Linked DNA regions of Gossypium hirsutum: all the other regions are linked to region 1. The links are chromatin contacts, called in public Hi-C maps. All regions are on one chromosome and are shown on one strand. Each heading gives the region's core, a stretch centred on a gene start, on an enhancer-like site or on the middle of the called end of the contact. The rest is flanking DNA. Distances are from core to core; before and after follow the strand shown. Region 1 holds the start of LOC107909649 (tRNA (adenine(37)-N6)-methyltransferase). Region 2 has its middle 85 kb from the start of LOC107907677. Region 3 has its middle 79 kb from the start of LOC121219793. Region 4 holds the start of LOC121219793 (probable alpha,alpha-trehalose-phosphate synthase [UDP-forming] 11).

Region 1 (2,591 bases), core at 60-2,559:
TCCATTAGATATATTGAAGAAAAAATCATAGGTAAACATGTTGCAACAATAACACATTTGTACATGACTCCATACCTTTGCTACAGTAAGTCCTATAGGACACGGTCGATGTGGAGATCGTGTAGCAAAAACTCCCAGCCTTCCTCCTTTCAATCTTGGAACTCTGACCTATTAAGTGACCAACCTTCCATAGAAGTCTAAGGATGATAAGAAAGTTCCATAAAAGATAGAAAGGAATATACATATATCATTATTATAGTTCCACAAACCTTGGCCTTAAACTTTGATTTAGATGGATGCTTCCATAACTTTTCCAGATCTGTATTCAAATGAAATACATATATAATCCAGCAATGAGAGTATTCCTCGAGACCCTCAAGTGATGCTGGAGGCACTCTAGTTGAATCAAAAACCAAACATGCCCTAGCAAGAGGGACAAGTAGAGGTTGCCTAGGGGTTCCATTCCTACATAAATTTTACAAGCAATTGGAACCTTTCTTGAGTAGCAAAGATAAATTAGTAGTAAGCTTCAATCAGATTATTTACCAAGGCAAGCGTTATTATTGCATAGCTTCTATTAACAGAATAAAAAATGTTATTTACCCAATCAGTCATTATTTTTTTTTAAACGAAGCACCATCTGGAAATCACCTTGTAGAAAAACAAGATTGAACGATACCAATAGGTGCCATTGGATACGATGGTATGTCTAAATTCTCAGACTTGGCTTGTGGTTGAGCGACTACTGCTTTCCTCAATGCCTACAAATGTTGGATTTTTTCTTACAAATAAATAACAAAACCAAAAGAAAACTAACAGTCATCATAAAGAATAAAAACAATAAAAGAAAGAAGGAAGAACCTGTTGAGCCCTAATCCGACCTTGTCTTTCAGCAGCACATTTTTCCAAAGCAGAATTGAGGGATTTTTGAAGCTCTTTCATCTTTGAATCCCATTCTATCAAATTTTTCTTCCATATATAAACTGAAAGAAAGAATATCAACATCCACCATTGATACAAATTAAATAAAAAAAAATAAAAAGGGGGTGGAGAGAGATGATACAGGAGATAGCTGAAGAAGCAGAAAACAGAGTAGCAAGTGCCAATGCTAAGATGGAGTATCGGGTGGAGGACATGGGTTTTGTGTAATTAGTGCTTGTAGTATTTCTTCTTCTGCTCTTTCGTCCAAGTATAGCTAGCCGCAGTTGGGTTGAGTAGGGTTTTAGCTTACGAACAAACAAGTTTGAACTTTGAAGTTTCTTCTACTTCATTTATTTTTTAATTTTGGTTGGCACTTGGGAATTGAGATAGTATGGCATGGATTTTTAAATTGGATCAAACAGAGAACTGCTGTAAGCCCGCAAATAATGATCCAAGGCCCTTGTTGTTTTTGTTCCTTCGGCCATGGCTAGCCCCTGGAAACTGTTACTACAATCCAATTTAGACCGTGTTAAGTGACAAAGGTCCATACTTGGGAAATTTACAGAAATAATACTAAAATAATCATTTATTACTTAAATAATATACATCTATTTTTATTTACCCAAATGATATATTTTGAAATAGTAAAAAATAATTTGGGTTTCCAATTGATGCTGATTTCGACATTAGTAAACTTAAATTGTTCTTTTTAATATTAAAAAAGTAAAAATATTAAAATTATAATTTTAAAAAATAAAAAATTATGAAAATAAAAAATTTTTAAAATTATTTTTTTAAATTAAATATAAAAAATTATAAAATTCAATATTATCTAAACTAAATTAGACCAGAAAATTGGTTGGGTATTGATAATGAAAGGTAAAAAATTGGTTTACCCATGATTTTTGTCCAACTGGTCTAGTTCGGTATTTATAACAATGAATTTTGAATTTTTTATATTTTTAAAACATTTTAATTTTGAATTCTAAAGAGTTTTTCATTTTTTATTTTAAAAATTATAATTTTAAACTTTTATGTTTTTTAAAATATGAAAAAAAATATTTTAAATACTTTTAAAGAGTATGGACCAAATTAATAGAAAATTATTGTAAATGTTCAAGGCTAAAAAAATTTAAAAATTTTAAAAATTAGTTGACCCATGAACTAGTACGAATTGTTTAACCCCAGGCTAAAAGATCATTTAAACAAATAGTTGAATTGATTTTTACAATTTTGTAATTTTTAATTTTTTATAATTTATTTGCTTTAAACCGATTAGGCCAGTGATTATGGGAACTAATTTGTCAGACCAGTTTAAAATTGGTTCAACTATTAGTGCAATCGATTTTTTAGCTAGCTTCTATAACTCAACCAATTTTTTATCCAACTAGTTTGGTCTGGATTAGATAACATTAAATTTTAGAATTTTTTATATTTTATTTAATTTTTTAAAATTTTAAAGAGCTTTTATTTTTCATAATTTTTTATTTTTAAAAATTATAATTTCAAGTCAATTTGGTCATTGAGAAACTCAAATTATTATTTTTATTATTAAAACATATTATGTGAGTAGATAAAAGTAAATCTATATTATTTGAGTGATAAATTATTATTTTAATATTATTTCTGTAAATTTCGCGTCCATATGTTCAAGAGATATACTATAGCGT
Region 2 (2,591 bases), core at 32-2,531, 400 kb after region 1:
TTGGGGATTATAAGTCCTCAGCGTATGCTGAAGCCTTCGAACTGTACGGAGACCCCCCAATCCATGGACATTCCAACTCAGTATTTTCATTGTGTTTGGTCAGCTTGCCATTTGGTAGCCGCCGATGATAAATGATTAGGATCCACCATTCTTCTATTTCCCAATATGTTTCTCATCTCTTCTCTTCCTGTTAGATCTTTATTTTTCCCTCCAGGCCTTTTTTTCCCCTCTTCCCCTACTAGAGCTATATCTTCTAGATCCTGATCCATCGCATTAGGGGTTAAATTCTCCTTTCCTCGTACCAGGTATGATGAACCTCCCTCCAAATTAAAGCCAAGAACTGGATCAATAGATTTCCCATATTTTGTTTTCCACCTCGGGTGCTTCTTGCCCATTCTGAAACCTCCAAATTCTGCATCAGTTCCTCCGTTATCGCCATCTCCTTCCTCCCTTAGCCAGATACTATTCATTGATAATGACCTCCGTGATTGTGCTCTGATAGATATCTCCCAGCCCATTTCTGTAATTTCCACTCCAAGGTTCATTTTTGCCTCGTAAAATGAGCCATTATGCCCCAATCTCCCACAATAGAAATATAACAATGATAAACCTTCATATTTGAAGGTGACGTATGAACATTTTCCACCAAAAGATATTTTCTTCCTCCTTTTCAAAGGACGCCTTATATCGATTTGAACTCTAATTCTCATAAAATTCCTATTTTCTTTTCCCAGATATGATACATCATGTTCCATGAAGTTCCCCAAGAAACTAACTAACTGGGCAGCCAAGATTTCAGAAAAAAGGCCAATAGGGACATCATGAACCTGAACCTAAAAAGGTGTCAGAAATGGAGACATGTAACGGATCCTCCCCTAATTTCAATTTGTAAAGGACCAGCAGATGGAACCTTTTAAAACCCTGTTCATTCCATGATGTGAAAGAATTGAAACAAATACTTTTTTCCTCCCAGATCTCGGATTCGTACTCCCTTAACCGGAGGCCACAGATTCGCCATTGTACTTTTCATTGCTGGGAAGTGGGTCGTGCTTGCTGTGAGAAAACATCCTACTAGTTGAGTGGTCTCACCCCTAATTTCCTTACTTGGATCTGTTGGGATGTGAATAATTTCCTCCTGTTCTTCATTAATCGACAATTGGGCTAACTCATTCTCCATACTTTGCAGGTAAAAGTTTTTTCAGCTTTTGTGGGTCACAATTCCTGTTGCAAGAGAAGGACTTACACAGACCACAGATATCGAAGGGCAAAGTAACAAGGAAAAAACAAATAATGAAAAACCTAAAAACTCTTGCCAGTGGCGGCAGACAAAGGCGTGCCAGGGTAGCAGACTTATAATCATTTCTTTTTTTTTTTTTACTTCTAGTACTACAATTAAAAAATAATAATATATAAACAATTTAACACTTCTTTTATCTTTTTAAATTTATGGAATATCCAAACAAACTTTTATTTTTACTTTCTTCTAAGTATCTAAACAAACTTTTTGCATATGTGTTAATGATTTTTATTTTAAAACCAATACTACTTAAATTATTAAAGTAAAGAATTAAATTATTTCAAATCTTGCAGTTTATATTATAAATCTTATTAATATCCATCATAGTTAAATTAGTTGAAACAGAAATTTGCTTCCACTATAATTTTTAACCATATTGTTTCAATTCTTCTACTCTAATTTAATGAAGTAATTCCATGCATCTTCAATTCATGATGGTGTTAATATTTCGCCTTTAATTTGGATGACTTGGCATGTAAGGGTGGATTAGTTTTCAATTATTTGACACATGTAATGTTAGTCTAAAAGACATTATTAAATAAATAACAATTATTATCTACTTGAAAATTTTTAAAATATTTTTTTTTGATAAATAAGAGAAGGCATCACATTGCCTTCTTTCAAATCATTCTTACATTGACATCTCCTAATTTATTTTCTAAAAGTAATTTCCTAACATGGAACGAGGGAATATCGATCATAACTAAATTCACTTCATTTGAGGGACAAGTTCTTGCTAACCAGTTGGCAACCATGTTCCCTTTTCTGTGCACAAATTGGAATTTGATAGCCACAAATTTCAGCCCCTCCTTAATCATCTCCACTTCCACCATACAATCAGTTTCGATAATTACCTTATTGTGAAAAAATTGAACGTCAATAATGACAATGTATCACAAAGAAATAGAAAGAAAAATAAAGAATACAGATTTTTACGTTGAAACTCTTTCGGAAAAAATCACGGGCAGAGGAGAAGATAATTCACTATGTCGAATTCGAATGATTACAAGAGAAGTAGACTATGTCTATTTATAAGTGTGTAAAACCATATTCTAATCAAAATAAAATAAAATAAAAGTAATGCAGTAAGGTTAAAACATCATATTCAAATCAACATTAAACAGAGGAGGTGTAACACTCTTAACCCGTATCCATCATCGAATTAGGGTTACGAGGCATTACCTAACACAACATAGTCTAACACAGTCATTTATCAAAATTCATGTCTACTAATCATATCTCATATACAAACCATACTTCTTTTCCATGCAAACTAATTTCACAATATAATTCA
Region 3 (2,591 bases), core at 56-2,555, 360 kb after region 1:
GATAGACCTTTGAAATTGGTGGTGGACCCCTTTCCCCCCCAGCTGCATCTCTTTGAATTTTCAAATTATGTCCTACCCTTATATTTTATAATTTTGCATATATCGGGATTAAAAATAAAATAGCAATATTAATAATTTAATTACATTCTTATATGGTGTTTAAAAGATAAATGAGTTAACCTAACAACCTTATCTCAACCCTTTTTGAACGTTATTTATTTGAATACAAAAGCAGAGGAAGCCAAGTTTCCAAAGATTCTTTGATCCTTCACGTAACTTTGGTCAAAGTGTTGGAACCAATCAGTTGACGACAAGCTGGAAAGTTTGACAGGCTCTTCTGTCATTGGTTTTGTTTTGTTTTGTTTTGTTTCTCATGCATTTCCTATGTAAAGACGCGACTAAAGTTTTTTTTAAAATAATCGAACCTTTAAGGATATATATGATCTAGGACGAAAATGACCTGAGCCCACCCAAGATTTTTCATGAGAAAAGGATTAGAGAGAGAGGTTATAGTATTTTGGTTGGTTAGGTCATTTGCCCACGTTTTCGGCTGGTTTTCAAAGAGTTGTGAAGAGAATGAGTCTTTCTTTCACATCAACTTTGCTTTTCTTAATTCTATTTAGACTTTGTTTCCAATATACTCACAATAACATTTTTTTTATTAATTTCACTTGTCGAAATACCACCTATTAATATAGCATAAAATCTTTTTTTTTTTGGTTTGAAATATTGAGTTTTATGTCTTTTCCTAGGAAGCTGCCTACTGCTTGAACAATGTCAAACTCTTACCAATTGTTTGAATCTTAGGAAACATGATGAAAAATTAAAATACAAAGGAAATACTGTTTTCTTATATCTCAAGTATTTCGATAATTGAATCCGAAACTAATATTGAGAGTTTAATACATATAAATCTATTAAAATAGTTGAGATCATTTTTCTTTCTACTTCACCCTTATGGTGAATAAAATGCTTTGGAATGACCGAATTTTAAATGTTTGGCGCATCCAGGTAGCAAAGTAGACGAACTTTTTCTCTTTTGAGGTTTGGTATAGAATCAACTACTTTATTTTCGGCACCAATCATTTGAAGTTAGCTTGATAGTCGAATACCCTGAATGGAGTCTCATCAATGTCCGAAATTACATCCATTTAAAGTTGGAAGAAAAAAGTAAAGCCTCCTCTTCCCTCCCCTAAATGCAGATGTCAATTTATAGTGAACAATGTTGGGGTTACACCCATCCTTATGCCTACTTGAATTGGACTCTCATATAAAGTGATGGATGTTATTTAAAATTAGACTAGTTCTAATTGCTGGTCATATTGGCATGCATTCAATGAAAGGCCCAAAGATCCAATTCCTTCGACTGACCCAAGGGACCAGTTAAATCAATTCAACCTTTTTTTTTAACTGCAAAAACTCAAGTGGTCCCGATGAGTTAAAAAGTTATACATTCATGTAACGTAACTTCAGCATTCGGCTGATTTATCCCATGGACCGTCCTATCAGATCTTCATGTTTTATTCTGAATTAAAACTGTGTCAAATTGGACAAAATCGCCACTTCAACCAGATAAAGTAGTAACAAATTGCAGAGTCACCACAGCAGCTTGATCCATCGCCGCCTACTCCTGCCCTGCCCTACTGCCTAACACTATCTATCTTACACGACATTAGACACCTTTTTCTTGTGAATCAGTTAGTGCTTTGTCTGAAAACACATTAAAGTCTTAACAATTAAAACAAGGACAAAACTCAAAGCACACCACTTGTTTACTTCACATTGACAAATTACTCTACTAATTAAATAGCTTATTAACAATGCAAAGTAATTGGTGGCTCCAAAGGGAGTGTTAATGAGCTATTTAATGATAGTGAGTTTGCAGTCTTAATAAGCTATTTAATTAATAGACTAATTTCTCAATGTGCAAGTAAACAAGTGGTTTGTTTTTGAGTTTTGTCCTTTTAAAAAAAATAGAAATAAATAAACCTTGCTCAGCAGCCCAAGCTTTTTAGACCACATTTTTCCAGGCCCACCTTTGTTGGTTAGAGAGGTTTGAGCCATTATTGGATCAAATTGCCTTGACCCACCACCGTGAATCATTTTATATATTTATTAACAGCACGTCGTAGCCTTACTGGATTGCAAGCCTATTTTACTCGTTCAATAATGCCTAATGGGCTTCATACAAGTAATACACACACAATTTTGGAATCAAACACCTAATTTGTATTGCTTTTTATATTGCATTGTGTCAACGCAGATACATTTTTCATACGAAATGGAGTTTTAAAATTACTTTTGTTAAAAAAAAACTAGATTATTTTTTTTAGAGAATTTTAATTAAGTTTATTTATTTATTTATTAATTATCTTTTAAGTAGTCTCAACTACATAATCAATCATATCTAAAAAGAAAAATAAATTAGACACAACCTTTTTTGTGTCAAGCAAACAAGTTGAACAAAACACAATTATTTGCATCATTTTATATATTTTTAGTTTAAGGTACAAAAAGCACATAACTTTTTTTGGAAAAATCAATTAAACTCTCTTTTTTTTTTCATTCAATCAATCCTTTGGATCATTAAT
Region 4 (2,591 bases), core at 39-2,538, 280 kb after region 1:
CCTCGGACATCATAGATTCAAGTTGCCCCATATGAATCCCAGCAGGCAAAATCTTAATAGTCACAGTCCTCCCATAATATTCTAATGCAATGTGACCCCTGTTGGACTCAGAATGCAAGCCCAAAATCCTTCGACAAGAAGACAAGAAATGCCTAGCGTAATCGAATGTATGGAAGCCAATCAAATCGCAATTTAGCAAAGCTCTAAGAATCTCATCTCTAACAGGTAAAGTTTTATACATATCAGATGAAGGAAATGGACTGTGTAGAAAAAAGCCAAGCTTTACCCTATTAGACCGTCTCCTCAAGAAAGTAGGTAAAGCCATAAGATGATAATCATGCACCCAAACATGATCTTCATCTTCATCATCTCTATCCGTTACTTCCAGAACTTTATCAGCAAATATTCTATTAGCAGACACGTAAGCCATCCACTGTGAACGATCGAAACGTCCCCCATCGTTCCCCGTCATGGGCATCATGTAATGAAACAAAGGCCATAGATAGTGTTTACAAAAGCCATGATAAAACTCGTTCCGCATATCCACGGGCAGAAATATGGTTTCGCAACTGAACTTGTCGTGCAGAACTTGAGCCACCTCCTCTTGATCCGCTGTGTCTACATCAGCTTTCAACGTCCCAACGTATCTCACCTCTGTATCAGGAGGGAAAGCGTCTCTCAGCAGAGCAAGGAGATCATTCTCGTCAAATTCAAAGCACCATTCATTGGAGACCGAGTCCCTCCACGCACGTAAAGGCAACTGGTTGGAAACGATAATAACCCTTTTCCGTGGCATAGCTTGCTGATCTTCTCCGAAATCAGATATGACTCCTGATACCTTCATGACTCGCGGGATCCGATTCATGACTCGAAAATCATCGGTAGACAATAAATTTAATTGGTCTAAGCAGCAACTAGAAACCATGTTTCAAGCGAAGAAACCCAACTCCGTATGTGAAATTCTATACAAACATAGAAAACAGAAGAAGAAGAAGAAGAAGAAGAAAAAGAAAAGGAATCAAAGAACCAATACAGGGGTATTCAAAAAATCAATGAAGAAGGGAGTTTAATTCTTTGGTGTTGTTTTCTTTCTATACGTTCTCTGAGAAGGGAAGGTTGCAGCTTTAGGGTTCTGTTAAAAGGCATTTACAGAAGAGCATTATTACAAAGAAATATGAATCTTGGCAGCGATTTAAATCAAAGATATGGATACACATTCCATAAAGGAACCCAAGAAACGGAGGAAAAAGAGAGAGAAAGAGCTCTTAAGCAAGGAAAGAAGCAGGCTGAGGATAAGAACGAAAAGAGTGAGAGAAAGAGAGAAAATATTATATATGTGCGTGAGTTTGTCAAGGCATGGTTCCAACGGTCCTGATTCAATGCGTCTACACCATTATCTTCTGAACTTGGGTACATCAGGTTCTCTCCTCACTGTAACCGACTCTTTATGTCCGATCCACTGTTCGCCAGCGGTTACTTTTATTTTACTACTTCATAATTTTGTTCTTTGCCTTTAAAAATTTTTAAAGTTAAAAAAAATAAAAGCAATAATAAATGAGAGATAGGGATAAGTAAGACTAAGATTTACGTATTTTTAATGTGATTTTGGATTAGTGCTTATCGAATCACTAATGGTGCGATTACATATTTAATCATTGACATTAAATGTTAGCTAGCATTTCTTTTATTATGCTATGGGTTGTATTAATTAAGCTATTCAAATAGGTTATTTAAAAAAAATGATAAAAGCAGTGATATAGAAATCAAAATACTTAATATATTTTTATTTGATTTTTAATACACTAAGTAAAATAATCTTTTGCATTAATTTTAAGCGTGCTAACAAAATTTGTATACATTGATAAAATCACAAAAAAGAAAGGTTACTTATGATTTGAGAATTAAAACAGCATTAGTATTATATGCATCATTTATTAAGAAGTATTAAGGATTAGGTTAACACCTTCATTCTGCCATTAATCAAGGTGCTGAATTTTTGGAGCAAAAGGGACAATTATGTATTTTTTTTTATATATTTTACACTCTTAAATAGCGATAACCAAATAGAAAGGAAGATTTTTTTTTATTAATTTCGAAAAGTAGCACGTCAAAAAAAAATCAGAAAGAAACGTGTCCGAAATCGCTACACAGATTTACTCGGTCATGAATTTTCTCATCGCTGGCACGTGTAAAGATTTTAACTCTAGACGCCTATCCATCAGACTCTCTCTCTCTGTCAAAGGACATCTCTTTTTCTTTTGGATTTTTTCAAATATTTTATTTTAGAGTAAACATATTCTATTTTTATTTTATTTTTATTTTCATTATCCGTGACGAGGTTCAGGGAAAAACACTTGAACAAAGTTGTTTTTTTTTTATTTATTATTAATTAAATTTCATGTGCAATAAATTAAAGGGAGGTAGAGATTGCCAGGTGGAATTATTTTAGTGGAAATGTGGCGTGTTTGGGTTGTTAAACGAAGCCAAAGTCACGGACGTGTCTTCGACTGATGACGGGGCAGATTCGCGTATCTTCGGAGTTAGTGTTGTCAACCACTTATGAGCTGCCACGTCACTCACCAACCTAGGAC

Evidence for each region. Hi-C and Micro-C count contacts between places; a contact is called where the count stands out from the background.
Region 2: a contact with region 1 is called in a Hi-C map of leaf, with 2.7 times the contacts expected there. The contact joins the enhancer-like site here to the promoter of LOC107909649 in region 1. A contact is called at or near these places in 5 of 34 Hi-C or Micro-C datasets (hypocotyl and leaf).
Region 3: a Hi-C map of leaf shows a contact between it and region 1, with 4 times the contacts expected there. The contact joins the enhancer-like site here to the promoter of LOC107909649 in region 1. A contact is called at or near these places in 15 of 34 Hi-C or Micro-C datasets (callus, hypocotyl, leaf and 1 more).
Region 4: a Hi-C map of leaf shows a contact between it and region 1, with 4 times the contacts expected there. The contact joins the promoter of LOC121219793 here to the promoter of LOC107909649 in region 1. A contact is called at or near these places in 6 of 34 Hi-C or Micro-C datasets (hypocotyl, leaf and seedling).

Annotation. Positions count from the first base shown.
Region 1 is chrD08:20,576,689-20,579,279 of Gossypium_hirsutum_v2.1, forward strand. LOC107909649 (tRNA (adenine(37)-N6)-methyltransferase) reads right to left here and starts at 1,310. Exons shown (of 9, transcript XM_016837267.2): 1 at 1,064-1,310; 2 at 862-983; 3 at 652-761; 4 at 270-465; 5 at 76-168. The coding sequence starts at 1,136.
Region 2 is chrD08:20,972,865-20,975,455 of Gossypium_hirsutum_v2.1, forward strand. No RefSeq gene overlaps it. Among protein-coding and RNA genes, the nearest start is that of LOC107907677, 85 kb to the right of the region's middle. Within about 2 kb of position 1,282, at least 8 of the 9 cell types and tissues checked have an H3K27ac peak or open chromatin away from gene starts, as enhancers often do. A contact at or near this core is called in hypocotyl and leaf, where this site is marked.
Region 3 is chrD08:20,939,231-20,941,821 of Gossypium_hirsutum_v2.1, forward strand. No RefSeq gene overlaps it. Among protein-coding and RNA genes, the nearest start is that of LOC121219793, 79 kb to the left of the region's middle. Within about 2 kb of position 1,306, at least 6 of the 9 cell types and tissues checked have an H3K27ac peak or open chromatin away from gene starts, as enhancers often do. A contact at or near this core is called in hypocotyl and leaf, where this site is marked.
Region 4 is chrD08:20,860,020-20,862,610 of Gossypium_hirsutum_v2.1, forward strand. It overlaps LOC121219793 (probable alpha,alpha-trehalose-phosphate synthase [UDP-forming] 11), which reads right to left and starts at 1,289. Exons shown (of 4, transcript XM_041098121.1): 1 at 1-1,289. The coding sequence starts at 925.